2 separate regions of the Zea mays genome follow, and region 2 is linked to region 1. A link is a contact called in public Hi-C data. All regions are on one chromosome and are shown on one strand. The core of a region is the stretch at or near the end of the contact, and the rest is flanking DNA. Distances in the headings are between cores, read along the strand shown.

What was found. Hi-C and Micro-C count contacts between places; a contact is called where the count stands out from the background.
Region 2: a contact with region 1 is called in a Hi-C map of leaf, with 7 times the contacts expected there. The contact joins the promoter of LOC103632819 here to the promoter of LOC100381761 in region 1. A contact is called at or near these places in 3 of 25 Hi-C or Micro-C datasets (ear, leaf and tassel).

The regions. Positions count from the first base shown.
Region 1 is chr7:127,094,697-127,100,224 of Zm-B73-REFERENCE-NAM-5.0, reverse strand. It overlaps LOC100381761, which reads right to left and starts at 2,264. Exons shown (of 2, transcript NM_001174563.1): 1 at 1,632-2,264; 2 at 1-232. The coding sequence starts at 2,094. The coding sequence ends at 210.
Region 2 is chr7:126,955,110-126,960,940 of Zm-B73-REFERENCE-NAM-5.0, reverse strand. LOC103632819 (trimethyltridecatetraene synthase-like) reads right to left here and starts at 4,407. Exons shown (of 2, transcript XM_008654552.4): 1 at 3,240-4,407; 2 at 2,114-2,935. The coding sequence starts at 4,160. The coding sequence ends at 2,303.

The DNA of each region.
Region 1 (5,528 bases), core at 1,015-3,514:
TCTGGTTGCCATTTGTTTACAAAAACATACTCTGCTGGACCAAAGGCGATGGATACCTTATGACGTATATGATGTTGTAGATCATTAAAGTGTCAAATGTGTCTCTTAGCAGAACTTTCTTACTTTGCTAAACAGTAAATACAGTGTGTAACCGTGTAACATGAGCTCCCATTCTCTGAATCAATCAATGCCACGACAGAATAGTTGCTTTAGGCACTATATGTGTAGCCGCCTGCATTTGTTTGATGTACAATCAGTAAAAGTAAAGTTAAACCTTCCTATTGCATTAAGGAAAAACATGGATTGTAAACCAGTTCTTTTAAGGATCTTATTCTTCTTTTTCATCAAATAGGAGTGCTCTGCTGCTACCTCTGAGTCACCAATTAGCCACATACATGTGTCCAACAAATTCTTCAATAGATATCGTATACATTAAAGAAGATAGTAAATATGATTAGGAACTGTAGTATGGCCCTTTATAAAAACCTTCAAATGAATGTACAGTTAGTTTATTCAGCAGTTTGATAAAATATTCAAGAGATTATATGAATTGCCCTTTTGTTTAAACAGAGCCTTTACCAAACTTTCAGTAACACCATTTTTTCTAGAACACAAGAACTTTCAGTAGCACACCATACAGCAAATGACTCGCTCCCCCTGGCCCAAAACAGTAGTCATTCTCACTTTTCGAGGAGTCAACCATTTTTATATTTGACCACATATGTATAAGAAAATATTAATATTTACAGTACATAATTAGTATCATAAGATAGAACTTTGAATCTATTTTCATAATAAACTTATTTGGAGATACAAATGTTGCTAATATTTACTACAAATCTAACCAAACTTCAAAAACTTTGACCAGCACGAATACCATAGTGGCAACTATCTTGGAATGGAGCAATTCATTTTGCCAGACCATGTATTGATTGTACAGTTATATCCTGATTGGAAAAGAGACAATACTAACCTGGTTACAAGCACCAAAGTTCTAGATGATGTCTCAGTATTGCACATACATTAATTTTAATTATGTTTTGAGAAATGTGGTTAGTTATGAAATTATCAGTATGATCAGTAGTTAGTGAGGAGATGAAGATAATCAACAAACAGGAAACTGAACAGATCCTTATTGTGTCAATCTCAGATTCATTTTCCTATTTGATAATTGTGCCAAATAAAAGCAACATTACAATTTCTCAAACATGGTTAAGTACCCTCCTAAATGATTCGACCATAAAACCCTGCCTAATTTTCAATGATCCGGTTCCCTGAAAATAGTTGGGCCCAACATGGATCCCTCTGGTTGCATAGCAGATCGAAGTAAAAAAAATATCCATAATCCACATGGTGAACTCATCAAAGAGAACATTTTATTTTACTCTAGCTTTTCCATAATTTCCTCAGACAAACCATATATGCATGCATAGTCTATGTATGACATACAATATACCTGTAGACTCTACACGAACAATACAGACATGATATACGTGTGGCATAATAGTAGTATACTACACAAGAGCAAAATGCAGCACATGATGCAGATAACAGCAACAGTACGGACACGATATACGGTAGTACAGTATCTAGCCAGCAACCACGCTATTCAGCAACGAGCTGGTGCATACCGCCAGAACCATACGCGGATCCACTGGCGCCAACAAGGCAGGCGGCAACTCCAATCGCCACCGCGGCGAAGACGGCGGCGAAGGCCCTGACCCCCTTCCACTGTGCGTCCATGACGGCGGCGGCGAGCGGTGGCCGCAACATGAAGAAGGACCCGAAGAGGAGAACTGATGCGCAGAATAACGCGGTGAAGCAGACGAGAGTGGCCACGACAGCGGGCCACGGCACGCGGAGGTCGGCCGCCGCCGCCGCGCTGAACGGCTCGACGAACCACGACGCGGACATGAGCGCGGCGACGACGAGGAATGCGAAACGCACGGGTTGGGGAGAGCGCACAGCGGTGACGGCGGTGGCGGCTGGCTCCTGTGGTGTAGCGGTTGGGGGCGGGGTGGTGGTGGAAGAGGGTGGCGGCTGTGGTGCCGCCATGGGGGAAGGGATGGCGGCGCCGGTCGGATGGGCTTCCATGCGACTTGTTCTCCGATGCCGCTGGGCGAATCGGGGGCGTCCAATGAGATTCAGCAATGAACTAGTAGAAGTCTGGGTCTCGGGAATTGCTAGATTGCCTCACGTAGATTGCATTGTTGGGGTTGGGGAAACCAAGCATGGAGCCATGGAGAATGGTTTTTTTGTCCTGTTTTTGCTCCGGAATGAAGAAAAAGCTTCGTTGACTGCAGGGTTTGTGCGTACTTGACTGCCGGGCCCGAATAGCGTAGCTGTGTTCTGTGGGTCTACCTGTCAGTAGTAGGGCCAGACAATTGGCTGCATCCACGTATTGCCGTAGGGATGAAAACGGGACGGGAAATTCCCGTACCGTCCCGTTTCGAATACTGTTTTTTTACCGATCGTTTTTCGAATTGTTCGGGAACCGATTAGAAACGATAAAACGATTTAGCTAGTTTTTCGATCGTTTTCGTATTTTTCGTTTCCGAGTCGCGCTAATACCGTTTTCTACCGTTTTATATAATATGGGATAGATCTAGCATATAATTTATTTAAGTTATATACTTTTGTTGTGTTCAAATGAATGAATAAGCAAAAAACAAATGTTATAATTACACTAACTAATATGGATGATGAAAAAGAGTTGTTTGTGTACTAAATCTTAAAAATTAGGCAATACATCACTTTATTATATTTTTTGTTAAAACTACAGAATAGTTATATTTCCGACTATAGTTTATCGTTTTCGATTGTTTTCGAATAACCGACAATTCTGATCCCGTATTTTGACCGTTGATTTTCGTTTTCGTCCCGACCAAAAAATATGAAAACAAAACCAATTTAGATATTTTTTTCGATCGTTTTCGACCGTTTTCATCCCTAATTGCCGCATTCGTTCCGTGCAGGTGCATCACGTGAGAATGGTAGAGAGCATCTCCAAAGATATCCCTTACGCCCCGTTTAGATCACTGGAATTGAATTTCATTCTAATAATAATAATTTAGGCATATACTCCCTCCGTTTCTTTTTAATTATCGCTGAATAATTTAATTTTGCACTATCCAGCGACAACTAAAACGAAACGGAGGGAGTATCAATTAAGCTAATTCGGTTTTATATAAAATATATTTGTATATTATTATTAGTAAGATGTCGGAGATATTTATGTGCTATATTTTTACTATAGAGGAGTGAGATGAAGAGTGTTATGTAAGTTACAGAGTAGAAACAAATTCTACTACTGTATAAAATCATTTCCCATCTCCCACTCCATGAATTTAAGATAGGCTTATATCTGAACTTTGGAAAGTGGTGGAATGTCAAATTCCAAACTAAATAAGTTACTTTAGTGAGTGAATTCCAATTCCTCTAAAATGAAGGGATCCAAATGTCCCGTTAATGTCTTCCCTCACTTCAAATTCTTAAGAAAAACAAAAAAATAGCCTCCAACAACTTCTCCAAATTTCTTCCAACTTTGTAAGACTAGTTTGATAACCTCATTTTTTCAAGAAATTTTCATTTTTCCTAAACTAATTTCCCTTAAAAAATAGAAATCTCTTAGAAAAACGAGGTTCTCAATCTAATCCTTATAGCCTTAAACCTTCCCTCATTTGTAGTTATAAATAGGGAAAGTTTTGGTTCCCTCGATACTATTTCTCACTGTCACATCACCACTAATTAAGCCAACACATTGCCAATTTTGTTTTCCGCCACCGCATCGCTAATACCCGCGCCGTTCAACCGTTGACCCATACGTCGTAGGCCATCCAGCGCTGGCTATCCACCCTCCACCGGCTCATTTGCCTACCACACACCTTCGCTAGTGTGATCACGTCCCGCCCTCGAGTCGTGCTTCACAAATCACTAGCAACCAGCGACGTCGCTGAAAATAGCCTCATGATGTCTGTCAGTAGGTTAGGGGGTGTTTGGTTTCTAGGGACTAATGTTTAGTCCCTTCATTTTATTCCTTTTTAGTGTATAAATTGCTAAATATAGAAACTAAAATAAAGTTTTAGTTTCTATATTTGATAATTTTGGAACTAAAATGGAATAAAATCTAGGGACTAAACATTAGTCCCTAGAAACCAAACACCCCTAAGTCTTATTTTTTTTCCTCTCTCGACTGTTTTAGAAGAATTTTGATTCTGAGTCAAAGCATCCCACAAACTGCTTGTTTGTGCGTGCAGGTCTGCTACTTCGTTGACGACACCGCGTGCGGCGTGATCCTGCTAAGTGCTAAACAATACAATATGCAACTGAGACAGTGATGACAGATATTTCAGCGCCGCGGCTGCTCCGTACAAGCGCTGATAGGACGTGTACGAACTAGGGGGTGGACGTTCCGATTACTCTTACTCAAAAATTTTAGATCAGGTAGTTTGAATAATTTAAATTTTAGGTCACGAATGCCACAGAATCTATGTAACTGTTAAAGGCAGCACATCAGCTATCTCAATTTGTCGCCAACGCAGTTGACAGTACACAGTAGAAGCAGCGCGAGCAGCTTCCACGTAACATTAATCATGATACAGTAACAGATTCAAACATTCCACTGAGGGCTGGTATGTTCCCTGATGCACAACCAGGGGCAAGAGTAGCATCCTATTCCTGACTAAGACGCCAATCATGGCTAGCTGTTGTGAGATGCCTCGTTCAGTAAACTGGGTGACATGTCGCACATTTGGGTGCAATTGCGAGATACTCGCAAAGTGCCATCACGCCACAGTTCCTCCACCAAACTCAAGGTTCGTATCTACATATGCACAGGTACTATACGCTGGATCATCACAATCGCAGGTATTCCCCCGTTCCGATTCAATTTATATGTCGTTCTAGTTTTTCTAGATACGGAGGGCTCTTTTGGATTGCGGGTTTTTTTCCTATAAAAATAAACTGATTTCTGTGAAATTTCTATATAAATTCCTTTGAAATATTCCTGCTCCAAAGAAACCCTCGACGTTTAATACTTATCCGGACATATTTTATATCTAGATGCATAACAAAATATGTAAGACCAGTAATGCAAGGAAAGGGTGGTACAAAAAAAATATTACCACCTGTTAAGGCCCCGTTTGGATCCGCTTCTCGGCGGCTTTTGGCGGCCAGACGCAGCTTTCCAGTGCCAAATGCACCGTTTCTCTGAGCGCTTTTAGTGAAAACGCTTCGTTGGGACGCAGTAAATGAACGGGGATAGAGAAGCGACTCTAGGCCTACGTCACGGAGAAGCGCCTGATGCCCGCACCACCGACGAGTGTTCGAGCACTTTCGAAGTTCAAGGTTCCATGATGGCAAGTCAATATGTCGGTTTTAATTTGCTTGAGGCTTTTAATTAGGTGGTTTAACTCATGTTCGGAACAGTACATCCATGTGTTGCTGCCATTGCAGTTAAGTGTACCTTTAATCATCACGTTCAGATGTTAACAATACGATAATTTGGACATTTAAGCATATAGATTTCA
Region 2 (5,831 bases), core at 3,158-5,657, 140 kb after region 1:
GCAATGAAGAGAAAAACAAAAGGAATGAACCCGGTGTGTACCTAAGACTGAGAGAGGGGAGGTGGTGTCTGATCCGCAAATCAGCTCTTGGAGTAGCGAAGATCCTGAAGAAAGCACAAAACAGCTCCTAGAAGGCCACCAACCGAGTGTTGTGGTTCCTATGATTGGTGGGAACCTGTTCATGTCATCCAGGATGCCACAAAGGAACATGTTGTCGAGGGATAGACGTGTAAGGGACAGGCTGGGAACGACACTCATTGATTTGGGGACTCACCTGTTGATGTAGAGAGGAGCTAATAATTAATTTGTAGGAACACGGTAGAAAGGTAATCTTTATGAAAAATAGGCACTCAGTTTAGACATTCATTATGAATGTACAGATAAGATTTAATTCATAGGCATGATATACAATAGTTGATATGCAGAATGGCATATGAGCTATGGTTAAAACCTAACAGTATTAGAACAATTGTATTGAATCTCCCTTAAAAGAAGTGGACACGCTAGCTATGAAAAGTACGAATTGACCTGTGGACCACTAAAACTGGTCTGAAATACATCTGTCTCAATCATTACAACAACAACAACAGGCTGCAAATATCAATGTCACCTTCCAAAGATGCCTCACCCATCTAGCCTGTACTTTGGTGTTGCCGACCAACAGGGCAGCACCGCGTCGAACAAAGAAAACGATTTTGACAGCCAAAATTAATTAAACGGAGAACTCTTCTCAGTAATCAGTATATACTAATGAGTCCATTCCATCAAGTTAGTTAGACCTACATTTGTTTTTAAAGGGAAAAAATAGGAACATAAATTAGTTTTAATCAGCATTGGAAGTGTCATTAACTCAATCTTGCACTCTGTATTTTGATAGGACACTGATTTCAGCTAAAATTCATGCCTCATCTTCTAATAGTACAAAACAATGTCGACTCATACCATACGCATTTATTAGGAGGCAGGAGCACATCATCTATCATCTAGTGTCCAAACAGAGAAGCCGAGCAGGGGCAATTGCACACACAGAGAGAATAATGCTTTATATATTTAGAACAAAAAAAGTAAAAAGTATACATGGAGAGGCATGAGAAGGTGAGGGCAGGGATGAGGTGATAGAAGGCGAATTGGGGCGGTGGCTTGTCCATGTCCTTGCCGGGGGTTCCTGCAGGGCTACAGCCGCTCCTCACCCACCGGCTGGAGGGAGCGGGCCAGGTTGACACGGCGGCAGCGGCGAGGCCCGAGGAGTTGGCGGGGCCGCAGTCGTTGCTCGCAGGGCGCCGGAGCGAGCTCTGCTGGGCGGGGTCTATGCGGCAGAGAAGGGACGAGATGCGTGTGGGGAGTGACGCGACGCCGGGTCGGGAGGCGCGGGCGTGGTCGCCTACTCGCCTGGTCGGTGTCAAGACTCAAGTGGCGTTGGCGTTCGTTTTTTTTTTAAAAAAAAACTTTTCTCGAGACATTGGGCGGGGTCGGTTGCTGGGGACGGAGGAAGAGAAGAAAGTCTGGATGTTGGACGAAAACTACCTCTAGTAGATAGGAATGGGTAGGGCTGGGTAAAAAATCCGAAACCCGAACTCGTAATATTCGAATCCGAACCTAAAATACCCGAACCCAAATTTTGTTTAGGGATTTCGGGTAGCAACTTGTAAAACCCGAATTTAGTTCGGGTAATTCGGGTATCACAATCGGGTATCCGAAATACCCGAATTACCGAAACTTTCATATGTCATGTACTCATGTTATGGTTAATTTTTAATTTATACATTTATAATTATGTGTATGTGTGCATAACTTGTGATTGTAGATTGCTTGTGTTTTATATGTCCATGTATATCATTATTCAAACTATATTTTTATACTAATTTAATAGGGTGTATGTGTTTTTATGAAGCTGATACAATAGTTCGGGTAGTTCGAGAATACCCGAACCCGAAATTTTGGGTACCCGAAATTTCGGGTATTGCAAAACCCGTTGTAGTTTTGGGTATCGATTTTCAAAACCCGAAATTTTAAAAACCCGAATTACCCGACCCGAGAATTTCGAGTAACCCGAACGCCCGCCCCTAGGAATGTGATAGACACTTCCGTCTTTGTAGTAGAGATATGCTCGATCTGAGAAAAGTAGGAGTATTTTATCTAGGTTGTATAAACGTATAGTATAATATAAAATTGATTACACCATTATTCCACTATAACTATAGTGTCACAACGCAGCGCATGACGCAAGCTAGCACACGCGCACTGAACAGTGGACAGCAACGCCAAAAATGGTGACTGCGCTGCACAACCACTCACACATCGATCAAGGCTCGGCGTAGAGGTGCGCCGGCAGCTTGGGCTGAACGACGGCCTCGAGCGGGAACTTGCGCGGCGTGGACAGGCCAAAGATCTCCTCCATGCTGAGCTCCTCCATGGTCACGCCGTCGGGGAGGCTCCACGCGAAGCCGTGCAGCAGGTTAGCGAGGCTCACCTGGATGACCTTGAGGCCGAGGCTGTACCCAGGGCACATCCGCCGCCCGGACCCGAACGGCAGCAGCTCGTAGTCCTGCCCCTTCACGTCCAGCCTGCTGCCAAGGAACCGCTCCGGCATGAACTCCTCCGGCGCGTCCCACAGCGCGGGGTCGCGCCCGATGGACCAGACGCTGACGAGCACGCGCGTGCCGGCCGGGATGTCGTAGCCGGCCACGGCCGTGTCCTCGCGCGACAGGCGGGGAACCAGCATGGGTGCCACCGGGTGCAGGCGCATCGTCTCCTTGACGATTGCGTCCACGTAGGGGAGGCTGGGGATGTCCTTCTCTGTCACCCAGCGGCCGCGGCCGATGACGCGGTCCAGCTCCTCCGTCGCCTTAGCGATCACCTCGGGCTTCTTCAGGAGCTCCGAGATGGCCCACTCCACTGTGACCGCCGAGCTCTCCGTGCCACCGGCGATGAGGTCCTGCACGTCAGCACGTGCCATTCCAGAGGGCGGGTCAAGAGAGATTCTTGCACTGGTCATGAACTCAAGATGGAAAAAGCAAAATCTGAGTTCGTTAAAGCACTTGGTTTTGGATTTTTTAAATTGATTTTTTTAAGGCTGTTTGACTAGCTGATTAGTTGTCGGCAACGTGATGTTTGCAGTTCAGAGTTGTTGTACAAAAGTAATTAATAGCGAGATAGATACAGAATCCGACAGCTTCTGATCAGTTCTGACTTCTGAGCAACAGAATCCTACTGCAGCTGGGGAGAGAAGAGAGACTCACCTGAGTAAAAGCCTTGACGCTTTCCCTGTCCAGCTCAACCTCAAGTGTAGGGTCGTCGGCGATCTGCAGCAGCACGTCGACCATGTCCTTGGCGACGAAGCCCTTGCCCTCGCTCAGCCGCCGCTGGTGGTGCTCCTCGACGACGTGCTCCAGGAACCGGTCGAACATCTTGCTGAGCTTCTTCATCCTCTTGATGTACCCCTGCAGGTCCATCCAGTCGAGCCAGGGGATGGAGTCGCCGATGTTGAGCACGCCGTTGAGCAGGAACAGCTCGTCGAGCATCCACTTGAACTCCTCGGGGGTGGTCACGGCCCCGGCGGCCGCCTCCTCCCTGTCCAGGTACTTCTTGCCGAGCACCATGCGCGTGATCACGTTCAGGCTCACCGTGGACAGGTAGTCCTTGAGCATGACGGCGCGGCCGGAGCCGGACGCGGAGTGCAGGTCGCGCAGCAGCACGCGCACCTCGGCGGCGCGGATGTACTCGTACGACTCGAGCCGCTTGGCGCTGAAGAGCTCGGTGAGGCACATCTTGCGCGCCTGCCGCCAGTACGCGCCGTAGGGGGACCAGGTGATGTCGCGGTAGTTGTAGGTGGTGTACTTGCCGGCGGCCGTCTTTGGCCGGTCCGTGAACACCACGTCGTGGGTCTTGAGGAAGAACTTGGCCATGTCCACCGACGAGCCGACCACCACGGGGAACGACCCGAACCGGAGCTGCATCAGCGGGCCGTACTTCCTGGACAACTCGTGGATGGAGCGGTGCGGGAGCGCGCCCACAAGATCGAGGTTGCCGATGATCGGCCACGGCTTGGGACCCGGCGGGAGGTTGTACACGCGGCGGCTGCGGCGGCCGAGGATGGCCTTCAGAAGCATCACGGTGGCGAGCACCACGCCGAGGAAGGACGCCCATGTTGGAAGCTCCATTGTTACGGCCGAGCTAGAGAGGATTGTCGAGTAGAGAGTGTGCAGAGCTGGTGAGGTGGTGCCGGAAGTTGCTTCACCGTACCTTCTTATATAGGAGCGCAGGGATGAACCGCGCGCCTGTGGAAGCTGCTGTGGCACTTGGTGGGGTGGGAAAGGGCAGGGAAATTGGAGACGACTTCACCAGAATAAAACTTGACGAGGGAACGACGACGACGACGACGCGGGTCACCGGGAACTGCACATGACGCAAATACAATTGCAGTATATACAAGTTAGCACATGTGGAGTCCAAATGCTGAAACGGTGTATGTGTATCTGCACATTATCAATCGGTACCGCAAGGTGCACGGAAACCTGACTTGTCTGGCTCCGACTTCAGTACACACATCCTGCCTAGGAATCTATGAGCTTCGTTTCCTGCTTGGTGTTAGTGAAACAAACCGACGTTATGTAAATTTGAGAGATTTGCTGCCATACTCCAAAAATATTTGTAGGCCGTCGATATATATTTCCAATTTATGATAGTTACTTCCTCCACCCCAAAATATATTTCATTTTAAACTAATCACATATTCATTAAGCAACATATGAATGCGGTTTTCATATATGTCTATATTCACTATCATTATTTAAATGAATGTGAACAGAAAAAAGGCTAGAAAGAACTATATTATGAGACGGAGGGAGTATGTTATTAGATCTAACATGCATATATTAATGTTGACATTGAGATAGGCTCGATCGTATATCAACAAAGGATAGCATGTTAGCACTTGTAAATAATTGTGGTCGCAACGAGAACGCAACGAATCGGTAAAACCAAGTAAGAGACTGTTTAGGCTGATGTTGAGCCCGTTCTCCACGTGGTAGACTCTCGAATGTCTCTCGGGAACATCTATCAAGGAGGAGCACGTAGAGGTTACTCTAAGATCAGCAACAACACCTATAACACAATCAAATCTCATTGGGAGACATGATAGACAATAAGGTAGAGAGGAAAGTGGGTAAAAGGACGTAGTAGATGTATTTTTTTGATGAACCGACTTGGAATCTTCATTCGATTGTCCTATCATGTATAAAGAGGTGGTCCTATCTCAGCAGAAACAACTACAAAACATAGTTTGTAAGTTTTTCACATCAAAGTATATTCAAAATTAATTTGAAAACCAAATTGACTCGGACTAGGTAGGAAAAACTAGCTTGGTCAGTTTCCTAACCAACCTAAATTGTTTACTCGGGGCCAACAGAGTGGTCGACCAAGGCAACGCAGCAGGATCGCCTTGGCAGATTTGGGAACCGAGCTGATCGGTTTGTGGGCATCAGAACCGGTCCCGCTGATTTTCTCGGGCATATATCATTTTCCCCCTTTTACTTGTTTCTTCCTTGCATGATGCACCAAATATTTTCTACTTTTTTTAAGAAACCAATGAACTTACTAGCATTGCCCAAATTCTATATTTATATAGTTTTGTTGGTCAACATATGTCCAGCTATTTTTATGTGAATGTTGCAATAACCTGAAAATATAAAAAACATTAAATAATAATGATGCCTAATTTATGAGCTAGTTAACCTCCTTATTTGTTCTAAGGGCAATATATGCATTTTACATTGTTTGAAGAGCACTCTAATCTTCTCCCTAAACACTTAAAAATATTTTCCAAATATCTT